4 separate regions of the Mus musculus genome follow, and regions 2, 3 and 4 are each linked to region 1. A link is a contact called in public Hi-C, HiChIP or PLAC-seq and promoter capture Hi-C data. All regions are on one chromosome and are shown on one strand. Each heading gives the region's core, a stretch centred on a gene start, on an enhancer-like site or on the middle of the called end of the contact. The rest is flanking DNA. Distances are from core to core; before and after follow the strand shown. Region 1 holds the start of Ntrk2 (neurotrophic tyrosine kinase, receptor, type 2). Region 2 overlaps Ntrk2 (neurotrophic tyrosine kinase, receptor, type 2). Region 3 overlaps Gm34672 (a long non-coding RNA gene). Region 4 has its middle 12 kb from the start of Gm34558.

Region 1 (3,153 bases), core at 375-2,874:
TTCTGGTTAATATCACTGGAACTTCTCTCAACACACACACACACAGTATATTTTACCAAACAAAAATGTTCCAATATAATTATCGTATACTGAAAGCCTAAAACACACCCATCAGAACTTTGAAATGAAAATGCACGCAGAATTCCTTCCCAGGAACATAATATATACGAATTTATGATTATATTTCTGTCTATATGGAATTTTAGAGTCCCACTCTTCACCAACTGACATCCGTAAGCCAGTGAAACAGACAGAGAAGTGACAGGTACCCCATCTCTCTGGTCTCTGACTTCTTGCCATGTGTGGGACAGCATCTGTCCCAAACATACACCTGCCTGATTCCTGAGGTGGGGACAGGAGAAAAAGTAAAAGGAACTCACATTTCCGTGATGTTCTCCGGGTCAACGCTGTTAGGTTCCAACCTCGGGAATGCCACGATGCCTGGAGAAGGCTCAGTACACCAAATCCTAGCGGAACTGCATTTGCAGGACGTCGGGCAGGCGAGAGAGGCCCTCCAGAAGCCCAAGACCAGCAGGCATAAGCCCCAGAGCCGCGCCATGGCGGGTCCATGCCACTTCAGCCAGGGCGACATCCCGAGCTGCCAGTGCCAGTCAGTCGGAGTGCGTGTCCCTACGCTGAGCCAGGCGTCCCCCGCCGGAGGGGGGAGGCCTTCCCTGCGCCCTCTTGCTGCTTGGTGCTGGTGGCCTCCCGCGGAGTGGAGCGTACCAGAGGCTGAGCCTGTCGGTGCTGGGGCTGAGCAGGTTGGCGCTGACCAAATGGTTCACAGTGGCTGGGACATCGCGGGCCGCTGCTCCGAGCCACAAGGCGGCTGCATAGTCCTATACGCCAGGCACCACTCGGTGGATCTCCCTGGACTCTTTGGGTCGCAGAACCGCTAAACCGGCACGAATATCGATATCGGTGCGCACCTCAGGGCTGAGGACAAACAGACATGGATGAGACTAATAGACCCCACACACCACCAACTGGGACACAGTCCCTCCGCGCTCTCCTCACCCTGAACCCCAAGCCTGGAGAATGAATGTCTGAGTGCCCAGCTCCCGCCCCGCCATCAACTTGCCCCTTAGTGCCCCCCCCCCGTGTGCCCGCCCTCCCTTCAAGCCTGAGGCCGAGGCATGAGAAGTCGGTAACGGGTCTTTGAGAGCAGATTCCATGGCATAGGCCAAGCCAAGGACCCTCCAAAGAGGCTGCGGCAGCGCTGGGGCCCCAATGATGCTGCAGAATCCTCCCCGGCCGCTGGGCGCGGGGGGAGAGGGGAGGTGGGCAGGTGGCGCGGCACATCCCACCTGGGGAGCAACTGCGGTAGCAGGACAGTGCCGGCCCAGGCCACCGAGGACTGTCCGCGCGGCTTCCCCGGCCTCCCGTAGCAAGCGCAGGGAGCAGAGCGCTGCAGAAGCAGCAACAGCAGCTGAAGCAGCGACTGGGCTCTAACCGGCGGCCGCCGCCGCCGCCGCCTCTGCTACTGCTGGCGAAGTGACGTGAGGGCTGACGCAGAGCAGGGGCAGAAACTCCAGAAAATTAGTATGAAATCCAAAAACACACACGCTCACACACGCGCGCGCGCACACACACGCACACACGCATAGCATAGCACCCTCCAGACAAAAGCAAGGCGGAGGGGAGGGAATCTGGGGGCGAGCGGGGAGGAGGAGGCTTGGTGCCAGCGGCCAGGCGCAGACAGCAGCATGTGGGAGTTCACACTCGCGCGCACGCACACACCTTGGCGGGGTAGCTGTGCGGGTGTGCATGTGTGCGCGTGTGCGTGTGTGTGCCCCCTTTAGACCCCGGTACATCTAAAATGCAGCGATGCTTCCTTGGTCCCTAATTCTTACATCTCTTCCACATCGCAGTACAGACTAGCTCCCCCTTTTTTAAATGGAAGCCCTGTTTGGTTAGGCTCTGAAAAAAATGCTCTGATTCGTATTGTAGGAATCCTCCCTTTTCCTTTTCCTTTCCCTCTCCCTCCCCGCCGCGTTCTTCTTTCTCACCATGCTCATAGGGGAAAGCAAGCTATTTCCAAAATATAGGGAAGACAAGCTACACCCCGTACAAAAATAAATATATAGCGCTGTACGTTAGTAACCAAGGACCATTGCCGGGTTCCGGACTACCTATTTAGGGGTGGATGGTTCCAAAGCTCTCCTGATGGGGTTTCTGCCAAGAGAGAAGTGTAGACAGCCTGCAGACACAAGTGTAGCTCTGATGGATCTTTCTCCTGCCGTTTGCGCCACAGAGAGAGCCCTGCGTGGGAAGGGAGCGCGCCGGCCGCGCTGTGGGTTCCCTAAATGCTTTGCACCGACCCTGGCCTGTGGAATGGATGGCTCCGCATCATCTTCTCTTATTCCTTAACCTGGCAGGATGCAGCCATTTGAGGATCACAGCTTCACTCCCCGCGACACCCACCCGCACGCGGAGCACCCAAGCCCCTGTCCCCTGCCCTGCCGTACCTTGCGCGTGTTCGTGTGCGCGCGTGCATGTGCGCCAACGTGTACCCTGCACCCGCGCTGCCCGAGGCAGGATGTGCTTCCAGCTACCGAGAGGCCGGGCTCCGGCAGCGCCCTAGAGTCTCAGTGGGGACACGTGAGATGATTCCGGAGGGTCGAGTGACAAACGTGCGGGTGCAGTTAAATGGTCGCTGCGGGCCATTCGCGAGCCTGATCTGAGCCTCCTCTCACCATTTGTAGCTGCGACCGCCCGCACATCCGCAGTCATTTAAAAGGGAATCTGGTAGATGCGCCGCAGTGCCTGACACTTTCGAGGGCTCTGGTGCCCCCGCGTGGGGAGAAGAAACCCAGCACGCTCCGGTACCTCGGGCCATTGCTACCACCGCATTAGGAACTGCGCTACCGGCGCACTGCAGCTCCAGATGCGCAACCGCCGCGCTGTGTGCACATTGCTACCCAGGCAGTGCGCCTCTCACCAGATCCCTACAATCTCCTGCCTCTGAAGTCCTCCACGCACCACAAGACAATGCGCTGGAGTCCAATTTAAGACATAAGAATAGTCATCCAACTGCCCGCAAAAGGCCAGAAATGAGAAGGATGATGTCAGGGGAAATGTTTGGGTCTTCGCACAGCCTTAAACATCACTAAGAAATAAAATCAATCTAGCAAGATTTTCACATAGATGTCA
Region 2 (3,186 bases), core at 546-3,045, 310 kb before region 1:
TCTATTTTCACTTTATGTATAGTGAATGTTTTGCTTCCACCTATGCCTGGTTACTATGTGCATGCAGTACCCGTGGAAGCCAGAAGAGGGCGTCAGATTCCCCAGGTCTGGATTTACAGATGGTTGTGAGCTGCCCTTTGGGTACTGGGAACCACACCCAAGTCCTTTGCAAGAGCAACCAATGCTCTCAACAGTTCAGCCATCTCTCCAGTCTCCAAAATTTACTTCTCGCCTAAGAAATTCACAGGATACAGTCTGTAGTCATTAGTCATTGTAAACCGTGAGACGTTCTGTGTGACTCAACAAGTTCCTTTTCTCCATTAGGAGACGAAGATTTGGTGAAATTAAAGAAGTTTCTGGTCAAATATAAGTGTAAACTAGTGACCAAAAGCATTGTTCCATGTCTCCCCTTCACGCTGACAGCCTAGGCTTTTTTTTTCCATTCTTGTTTGCCTTGCACACACACATACACTAGCGCACACACACATGCACGCACTCACACACGCATGCACACACACCATCTTTATCCTTGGCAACAGCGAGTGAGGCATGCACAGCCCATTCCCCAGACACGCTGGGAGATGGAAGAAGTGAAGCCATTAGCTGTTCCAGTCAGTTGGCTTCTCCCAAAGTGCAGTGCCGCCCTCTTGGTTCACACTCACCTTTCTCCTCTCTGCAGCCACTGTTCTCAGGAATGCTAGCTGTCAGTCAGGTCAGTCCAGAACCAATTCTGATGCTTGGCACCTCTCCTAAGACCCCTCTGGTATGAATGCAGTTCAACTACCAGGACAGTGCTTAGTTGCCCCCAGCTTGTCTCTTGTCTTTTCACATAGAAATTCTCAGCCCTACCATCCAGTTCCCTGACGGATTTCATTCTGTGTTGAGTGGAGGCTCACAGGGAGGCAAGAACAGAACCCATGCCAGTGTCTGGCTCACTCTGAAACCACACGTGTTTGAAGACCTGGGACCTTCTAAACTCGACCAACAAAGACCAATGATGCCTGGGGGGCCACTTGTAGCTTGTGGTAGTTACTCACTAAGTGAGTGACAACTTGTTTGGAAGCCAGACAGTTGACTCCCTCAGAAAGAAGATGGCCAAAGGGCAAGCCCCATTAAGAGATGATCGGCTGCCAGAGGCTTTTGGTTGCATTAAATATTGAAAGGGCTCCTGGACCTCCACATCATGCACACACATGACTGCTTTGCTCGGGCAATCTGCCTCGATCTGTTCCTTAAAAAATTAATAAAAGCTGCAAACTTTAAGCAGCGGTTGGGCCTCAGTTGCTCGCTATGGACAACCGCATCTGTGTGAGAGGATTAAACACAGCAGAGCCAAGCAAGGTTTTCCCCCTGGAAGAACAACCTGGGGAGCCTTGTGGTTGGACTGTGGGCTGTGACCACATCCAGAAGGATGAGGGTTCTGTCGGGAAGCATGAGCTAGGGCTCCCACAGGGCTGGTATTGAATGGGGGCATACTGCCAGGAGGGAAATCCAGCCCTTGTTTTTAACTCCTCAGTGAAGCAGCCCCGGGTCATCCAGGAGAAGTTCTGATGCCTGTCTGGCCACCCTACCATCTCTTGCACTTCCAAAACTGATTATAACCAACCCCGAAACTGCTGATATTTAAAACCTTGAATATTCATGTTTACTTCTTCATATTTATAGAAGCAATCTGGTCATAAGCTTAGTGACTCCAAGGCCAAATACTGTAGCATTAGCCAGAGAGGATGTCTGCAAACTTCCTGTTAACGATAGTGTTTTCCAAGTGCCCTTTACACCGTTACGTCATCTCTGTCCTGCCAGAGTGAGGCAGGCTGTCGTACGGATTGAAGAATGCCACACACTGCTGCCCTCTGACACTCAGACGCTAGATGTGCCGGTGAGCCGAATCAGAACACCGATTTCACCGAGGACTTTTTCCACACAACACACGGAGTCCAGTATCTCGCCTCAGCAGCGCCTCCCTTCAGAGGCCACTGTGGTTCAGAGGAACTGAGCAGATATGAGGACTAGGAGGTGGGCCATTATGACTCAGCATCTAAGTCTGTGGCCTCTTGTAAGATTATCATGGCCCAAGTGGATGTTTGACCGGCTGACACCGCTGATCCCACTGGCCCAATTGACGCTGCTGCCATTTTAGATTGGGATCAGATCATTCATAGTGCAGGTGGTAGGCCAGGCTCTGCCCAAGTTTCCTCAGCGTAGCTAAGGGAGAGTGGGAAGACCCTGGAATCTCCTAACAAGATGGGACAAGGCACAATAGCTGCCTAGAGTTCCCATGACCTCAAGTAACCCATAGTTTAGGGCTGAGCTCTGTGCCATCGGCTTGTGCACTGTTCATCGTCTAAAGGGCCTAGAGTTCTTGGTTTGAGTTGTTACGGCTTTCTTCTTGGTTTGCATTTGACTTTGAGGGAAAGTAATACATCTTCTCCCATTAGAGTGTGCGGCTGCAGTCACAGTGATGGCAGGAAATTTCTTTTGGATCGAGACACAAGAATTCTTTAGGCAAAATGAAATTAAGGGCTGGAGAGATGGCTCAATGATTAAGAGGATTTACCACTTTCCATGGGACCCAGGATTGGTTCCCAGTGCTCACATGGAAGCTCACAACCATCTGTCACTCCAGTTCCAGGGGATCTGATGCCACCTGCTGGCCAACTGTGGGGATTGCACATATGTGCACTTAGATTCCATATAGTGTTAAGCTCCATCTTTAAATGTTCAATGTTCCTAAACCACTTTTCTCCTTCATGAGCATTTGTGGTGACCAACCCATGAGACCAAATGATATTTAGTACAGGACATTCTCATGGTGACAAGCCACAGGGATGGGATAGGGTTCTGAGGAAAGGTAAGAAAAGCTGCAGAGGTATATACCCGCAGCGTTCTCTGTGCTAAAGTTACTGTGTTGTGGTGGTTTGGTGACAAATTCTGGTGTGAAGTATTGCTATAGAAATAATCCAGATGGAGCGGCATCTCAGTCAAGGCTTCTATTGCTGTGGTAAAGCACCATGACCGAAAGAATCTCAGGGAGAGAATCAAGTGTTCTGTCCTTCAGCTTGTAGTTCATCATCTGTGGAAATCAGTGTCGAACTAACTCCAGGCAGAAAGCAGGAAGCATCAACTGGAGAGGCCGTTGCTGGACACTGCTTATTGGCTTGCTTCTCATGACTGACTCCGCCTGCT
Region 3 (3,162 bases), core at 471-2,970, 440 kb before region 1:
AAAGTGCAGGTGAACAGCAGGGATTCAAAGTAAGAGATGCAGGCAGTGGAGAGAGGAGACCAAGCAGGCAGTGGAGAGAGGAGACCAGGCAGGCAGTGGAGAGAGGAGACCAGGCAGGCAGTGGAGAGAGGAGACCAGGCAGGCAGTGGAGAGAGGAGACCAGGCAGGCAGTGGAGAGAGACCAGGCAGGCAGTGGAGAGAGGAGACCAGGCAGGCAGTGGAGAGAGGAGACCAGGCAGGCAGTGGAGAGAGGAGACCAGGCAGGCAGTGGAGAGAGGAGACCAGGCAGGCAGTGGAGAGAGGAGACCAGGCAGGCAGAGGATAGAGGAGACCAGGCAGGCAGTGGAGAGAGGAGACCAGGCAGGCAGTGGAGAGAGGAGACCAGGCAGGCAGAGGATAGAGGAGACCAGGCAGGCAGTGGAGAGAGGAGACCAGGCAGGCAGTGGAGAGAGGAGACCAGGCAGGCAGTGGAGAGAGGAGACCAGGCAGGCAGTGGAGAGAGGAGACCAGGCAGGCAGTGGAGAGAGGAGACCGGGCAGTCAGTCTGGGGACTGGGAGGTGGGAGAGTCCCACAGATGCAAAACACCCAGGAAAAGACAGTTTCCCAGCCAGAAAACTCAAGAAGGTCGATGTTGGTGAATCAAAACCAGTGTATACTCTTTCCCCTATACCGCCCCTGTTCACAAAGGTCCAGGGCAGCCTAGTGGGTGGCAGGCAGCAGGGAGTTCTCCCTGAAGCCGAAACTCAGAAACTTGGTTTCTAAAAGGAGTTAATGGTTCCTTATGTTGAACTGGGTGTCTAAATGGTAAGTATCATAAGGCAGGTCAAGGGAGCTTTATTTTATTGTCCAACCACAAGAGGATGAGCTCTGGTGGCTGCTGGGGTTATTTTTAGGGAAGAGCAGGCCATGTAGGCTCAGTCACTCAGTGGGGGACATAATGTGATCCTTGTGAACTGCAAACACAAGGGTCTTTATTTCAACATGCAAGCTTTGTAATTTGGCTTCTGATATATTATTTGTCATCCTGCGAACCTCTGCCCTAACCAACAATGGAGTCCACTCTAGGGACACCAAGGAAAGGGTTAAATCTTTATTTATTAAACACCCGTGATATTTCAGGGTCTGTTGGAGATGTTCGTGTGGAGCACCTGACTCAGTTTTTGTCAACACACTGTGTTCATCAGCATCTCCACTTAATCAATGTGCAAATGGATGCAAAGGTGAGTGGGCGACCTTCCGAAGGTCAACAGTCGGTGCCTGGCCGAGCTCACTGTCCCTGGTGCTGTGTGCACACTGCTGCTCAGGTCTTCGAGGAAGACCCAACATGGGAAGGAGGCCCAGAGATGATCAGAGCCACCAGCTCACACACTCACACCACCATGTACATTTTCATGATACCTGAACATGTGCCCAGGGTACTGACTGCCTTCTCAGGATGAGACAGGGGACAGCAGCCGATGTTTTCAGAGACTTATTTCTTCCTACTATACACCAGAGTATTGTCTCTTAAACTGAATGGAAAACTGAATCTACACCAGGCTAGTTCTTTCCACTAGATAGGAATTACCCTTCCGAAGTCGCAAACCTCTCAGGTTCCTGCCTGTAGCAGGTGCAGAGCAGTGCTTCTCTCCTGCCGTCTTCCTCCTCTCCTGAGATGGGAAAACAGCCTCTGCATTTCACTGTCTTCCACGGGGCTGGAGGCAGGGTGGTGTTGCCATGGCAACTGTGGCAGAATTTAGGACACAGAGGATATTTGGGTCTTGCTGCATCTTTGACCAAAAGTTGCTGTGTGACAGTGTCTCTCCATAGCATGTGGTAGCCTCTGGGCTCGTCATTCTCCCGTTGAAGACATGTCTCCTTCACCCTTGGTGCTGGGTTTCACAAACAAATCTCCAGGGAGGAAACAGTGCCCTCTGCTTCTCTCCCTCTCTCTCCCCTCCCCCACTCTCTTCTTCTTTTCTTCCTTTCTCTCTTTTAACCTTTCTCTTTCTTTTTAAATTTTTTTCACTCTGAGGATCTTATACATGCTTATGGAGAAATATAATATCTACCCCTACATTCTTCTTCTCCTCTTTTGTCCTTATTCTTTGAGAAGCTCATTCATGTGTATACTGTGTTTCGATCATACCCCACTCCCAGACACCCCTCCAACTCCACTCCCCAACTCCACATCTTCCTTTCAATTTCATGTTCTCATATTCTCTCTGTCTTTCTCTGTCTCTGTCTCTGTCTCAGTCTCTGTCTCGCTCTCTCTCTGGCTTATAACCCACTAAGTCCAGTTAATTCAGCCTTTATATACTTTGCTGTATAGATATCCACTGAAGTAAGGACACACTACAATAATGCCCCCCCATACCTCTTCCTTCCAGAAACTTCTGATAGCTCCTCATCTAGGAGTGGGACCTCCTAAGCCCCTCCCAGGTCCATGATGGGATTTTGGGTAACTGGGCTCTGTGTAAGTAACCATCCCATGTGATGTTCAGTTTACAGCTCTCCTTCTGGTCCTTGCCAAGGCTCATTGAAGAAGAGGGAAATGAAAGAATTAAGGAAATAAGGGAACTGTGAACAGAATATATTGTCTAAAGTGTTTTCAATAAGAAATAATATATAGTGTTCATATTTTCTTACTTTCACTTGGTATTTTACAATCCACACTTGCTGCTTTTGGAATAATTAAAAGTATCCGAGTGTGGATAAGTTCTAAAAAAAATCCTGAAATCAGATCATGAGAGGCGAATATTAGGCAAAGAGGAAGGGTAGGGTGGACACAGGAGACATTAGCGAGGAAAATAATCTAGGAGAGAGAAGACAGAGGAAGAGGAAGGGTCAGAGGATCAGGAGAAGAGGAGGCAGGGGAGCCATAATGGTGTCTGTCACACTACATGTCGCCTTCCAGGATTTTAAATGTTAAAATAAGAGTCAATGTCTTCTTTTCATGTTATTAAGATTTCAAGCCTGTTAGAGTTAGAGGCAAAGTACACAAGGGCTCCAGTTCTCCAGCCAAGGCGGGAGGAAAGGACAATGGAGGCCCCCCCCCCGCCCCCAGCCCCCACGTTCACCCAGTTCACCCAGTTCACACTGGGAAATTTACCGCAGAATCGGTGCTTCCTGGAGGCCACACCTTCCTTCCTTGTGCCTGGGTATAAACTGAGAGTGCAGGA
Region 4 (3,044 bases), core at 336-2,835, 420 kb before region 1:
AAGTTGACTGTGAGCAGAGAGCACCACTTAGGCGGACTGAAGCCCAAGGATCTCTAGGTTACAGCAGCCACACTTCACAATTGTAACTATTTTTAAGATACTTATTCATTGTATTTTACGTGCATGCATGTGTGCCAGGGTGTATACATGTGCACCATGTCTGTGCAAGAGCCCGAGCATGTCAGAGGGGGCATCAGACCTGCAGGAGCTGGAGTTACAGAGAGTTAGTTACCATGTGGACTGGACCAAGGAGTTCTACAAGAGCAGTGAGCGCTCTTAACCTCCCAGCCATCTCTCCAGCCCCACCTCACACAATTAAGAGATAAACCGCACACACACAGGCACATACGGGGGTCGCTGACTGCTGCCTTTCCTTTCCTAGTAAGAATGTATGAAGCAGATGTGGCAACGTGGATTTGAGGCCAGCATGGGAAGTATAACAGGACAGTTTTTATCTAAGAATAAAAAAAAAAAAATCAAGGGCTGGAGAGATGGCTCAGTGGTTAAGAGCTCTGAATGCTCTTCTGAAGGTCTTGAGTTCAAATCCCAGCAACCACATGCTGGCTCACAACCATCCGAAATGAGATCTGATGCCCTCTTCTGGGATGTCTGAAGACAGCTACAGTGTACTTACATATAGTAAATCAATCAATCAATCAATCAATCTTTTAAAAAATCAAAACAAACAAAAATCCAAGAAAACAAAACAACAAGCAAACAAAGCCCCGTGGCTGCGAACAGCAGTTCCCAAGCCCAGAAGAAGCTGCTGCAGGAGAGTCCAGCGGTGCAGAACGAGAGGGCGGGGTTTGTCTGTAGGCCTGTAGGGCTTCACCCAGAGATGGATGGTGACACATCTATGAGTGCATGTGGGACACATCTGATGGATACTGAAATAGTATAGGCCTGGTCTGGCTGTGACACATGGTCACAGATGGAGCAATATGTTAAGTGACAAAACTGTATTTCCCACAGCTCTAAAGGCAGAGTTGCTAAAGACAAGGTGCTGGCACATGGCATCAAGGAGGGCATTCTTGACTGACTGTACTCTCACATGGTGAAAGGCAGAGGGCAAAAGAAGGTGGGAGGGGTAAGCTCCTTCCTCAAAGCCCTGGTAGGCAGGCTCTGAGGCCAACAAGGAACGCTTTACTTTAAGTCCCCACCACACCCTAAGAATGCTGGACCCACTGCTTCACATTAGCAGTTAAGTTTTATATGTGAACTGGAGGGTAGGTAGATTGAGGGCCCAGCTGGGGCTAAGGAGACCCAGGTTTAAGCGCACACACACACACACACACACACACACACACACACACACACACACACACACTTCTGAACAAATTCATTTCTTTTAGGGAAAACAACAAGCCCAAAGGCTGATCTGGTATCAGAACCAGAGCTTTGTTAGTACTGGGCTAAGAGTAGTTAGAACTTCGACTCTCAGGTCGTTGCTATCCCTGAGAGACACAGAGGAGGCAGCTCTTAGACTTCCAGAACTTGACAGACCCAGCCTACCAGAGAACGCTCTCCATGCCTACTCAGAGTGGGCTGCCTGCTTCTGCTTCTGTTAGAATCCTGATCTCATTAGCCGTGAGATTATTAATCTCCTCACAGGCTGCCGGACGGTAAACCACAGACAGGGAGGAGCAGCTGGTTGGAGGTGATGAAACTTTAAAAGGCACAGTTGAGAGGCTTGGCGTGAAACCACACCAAAGCCAGCCTCCAAGGGACAAGCGAGATGACTGTCCCCCACAGGCTGGCTGAAACATGCTCAAAACACAAGAGTCCCACGGGGTGGTGTGAGAAGTCCACAGGCCCCATTACTCAACTCACTGATTGCTTAAGCCCTGGAAGACGGAGCCAAGAAGTAAAACCCTGACCAAGCCATCATGCATTTCTCTCCAGTCACTCCCACAGGTACCCTTGTCAGCTGTGACACTTGCCCTTGGCAAGTTGCCTGGAGAACTATCTGGGCACAGGCCACAGAGTTTCTTATTTTACTTCCTTCTTCCTGCTTCCTCAGCACCTGGCCTGGGCTGACGCTCTGTGCTGGCTCAAAGACCACATTATCTGAGTGAGATACTTAAGCCTTCCGGCACTTTTAGAAAGGATACCAGTAGCCAATCAGGTCAGCTGCAGGAGGGGGTATGTTTGCCTGGGGCCAAGAGTGCTCACCAAGTTTTGTCCTTGTGATGAACCAGGTCAGGATTCAAAGTCAGACCCAGCTCAGATATGAAGAGGCTGTGTTCCATGGAGTCAGACAAGACAAGAAAGAAAAGCAAATTCCGAAACCCGCTAACTTCAGACGTAAGGATGAAAGAGTGCTCTTTCGGCCAAGCCTAAGAGCTCAACATCTCTGGGCAAGGATAATATTGTTCCCAGGACCCTTCGGTGTGTGACTCGGAATAGATAAAGCTCTTTATGGCTCTACTTCCACAGGGGTTTACTTTTCTTCATTTGTAAGATAAACTCTCCTTTAGGAAACTGTGGCGAGATCGCTGGCGGGGGCAGATGCTAACAGCCTGGTGCATCCTTCAGAGCTTAAACAGTTACTACAGTGCACAGCCACAGTGCTCCTGCTTCTGCGCACAAGGGAACTGAAGATAGATATCCATAGGAAAAGCTGTATGCGAATGTTCACAACATTGTTTGCAAGCACTGACAATTAGGACATCCGTGGTCAGGCTGGTGAATAGATTCATGTTGTCTGTCCATCCCTCATTGACAGAAGCGAGGAGAGGTTGAAATGTGAGAACATTATGCTCAATTATAAAAGCCACACACAGAGAGCTAAGGAAGAGATTCTACTTCATTTCAATATTCAGGACAGAAAAATACATTACAAAAAAAGTGTAAGAGCTGATTATGAGAGGCGCGTATGGGGCTGGGGAGTGGCCTCCAAAGGACATGGTATTTATTGTAATCTAAAGTTGAATGTTAGTGATGGTTGCATAACCTGGAGAGTCACAAACAAACAAACAAACAAACAAACAAACAAATGTTAAGTGAATTATTAAGATTGTGAGTTTTCAGGACTTGGGGAGTTG

What was found. Promoter capture Hi-C pulls out the DNA fragments that hold promoters and counts their contacts. Hi-C and Micro-C count contacts between places; a contact is called where the count stands out from the background. HiChIP or PLAC-seq counts read pairs in DNA pulled down with a chosen protein or histone mark.
Region 2: a contact with region 1 is called in a promoter capture Hi-C map of liver, with 7 times the contacts expected there. The contact joins the enhancer-like site here to the promoter of Ntrk2 in region 1. A contact is called at or near these places in 17 of 39 promoter capture datasets (the 3T3-L1 cell line, cranial neural crest, embryonic stem cells and 6 more), 1 of 15 datasets of contacts at CTCF or cohesin (embryonic stem cells), 5 of 484 Hi-C or Micro-C datasets (all in embryonic stem cells), 16 of 115 datasets of contacts at active chromatin or transcription factors (SST interneurons, embryonic basal ganglia, embryonic forebrain and 7 more) and 3 of 9 other capture datasets (adipose tissue, embryonic stem cells and liver).
Region 3: a contact with region 1 is called in an H3K4me3 HiChIP or PLAC-seq map of forebrain, with 6 times the contacts expected there. The contact joins the enhancer-like site here to the promoter of Ntrk2 in region 1. A contact is called at or near these places in 9 of 39 promoter capture datasets (the 3T3-L1 cell line, 3T3-L1-derived adipocytes, cranial neural crest and 4 more), 1 of 484 Hi-C or Micro-C datasets (cerebral cortex), 13 of 115 datasets of contacts at active chromatin or transcription factors (SST interneurons, astrocytes, craniofacial prominence and 9 more) and 3 of 9 other capture datasets (adipose tissue, embryonic stem cells and macrophages).
Region 4: a contact with region 1 is called in a Hi-C map of neural progenitor cells, with 1.6 times the contacts expected there. The contact joins the enhancer-like site here to the promoter of Ntrk2 in region 1. A contact is called at or near these places in 9 of 39 promoter capture datasets (the HPC-7 cell line, cranial neural crest, embryonic stem cells and 5 more), 2 of 15 datasets of contacts at CTCF or cohesin (embryonic stem cells and stem cell-derived epiblast-like cells), 27 of 484 Hi-C or Micro-C datasets (cerebral cortex, embryonic somatosensory cortex, embryonic stem cells and 7 more), 14 of 115 datasets of contacts at active chromatin or transcription factors (embryonic basal ganglia, embryonic forebrain, embryonic hindbrain and 6 more) and 4 of 9 other capture datasets (adipose tissue, embryonic stem cells, liver and 1 more).

The regions. Positions count from the first base shown.
Region 1 is chr13:58,806,168-58,809,320 of GRCm38.p6, reverse strand. Ntrk2 (neurotrophic tyrosine kinase, receptor, type 2) reads right to left here and starts at 1,624. Exons shown (of 18, transcript NM_001025074.2): 1 at 1,308-1,624; 2 at 381-936. The coding sequence starts at 592.
Region 2 is chr13:59,114,345-59,117,530 of GRCm38.p6, reverse strand. All of the region lies in intron 16 of Ntrk2 (neurotrophic tyrosine kinase, receptor, type 2), which reads right to left. Among named protein-coding and RNA genes, the nearest start is that of Gm34307, 30 kb to the left of the region's middle. Within about 2 kb of position 1,795, at least 2 of the 459 cell types and tissues checked have an H3K27ac peak or open chromatin away from gene starts, as enhancers often do. A contact at or near this core is called in liver, where this site is marked.
Region 3 is chr13:59,250,014-59,253,175 of GRCm38.p6, reverse strand. It overlaps Gm34672 (a long non-coding RNA gene), which reads left to right. Exons shown (of 4, transcript XR_382532.3): 2 at 1,121-1,221. Among named protein-coding and RNA genes, the nearest start is that of Gm34672, 4.0 kb to the left of the region's middle. Within about 2 kb of position 1,720, at least 42 of the 459 cell types and tissues checked have an H3K27ac peak or open chromatin away from gene starts, as enhancers often do. A contact at or near this core is called in SST interneurons, cerebral cortex, forebrain and 2 more, where this site is marked.
Region 4 is chr13:59,227,217-59,230,260 of GRCm38.p6, reverse strand. No RefSeq gene overlaps it. Among named protein-coding and RNA genes, the nearest start is that of Gm34558, 12 kb to the right of the region's middle. Within about 2 kb of position 1,585, at least 92 of the 459 cell types and tissues checked have an H3K27ac peak or open chromatin away from gene starts, as enhancers often do. A contact at or near this core is called in adipose tissue, myocytes, neural progenitor cells and 1 more, where this site is marked.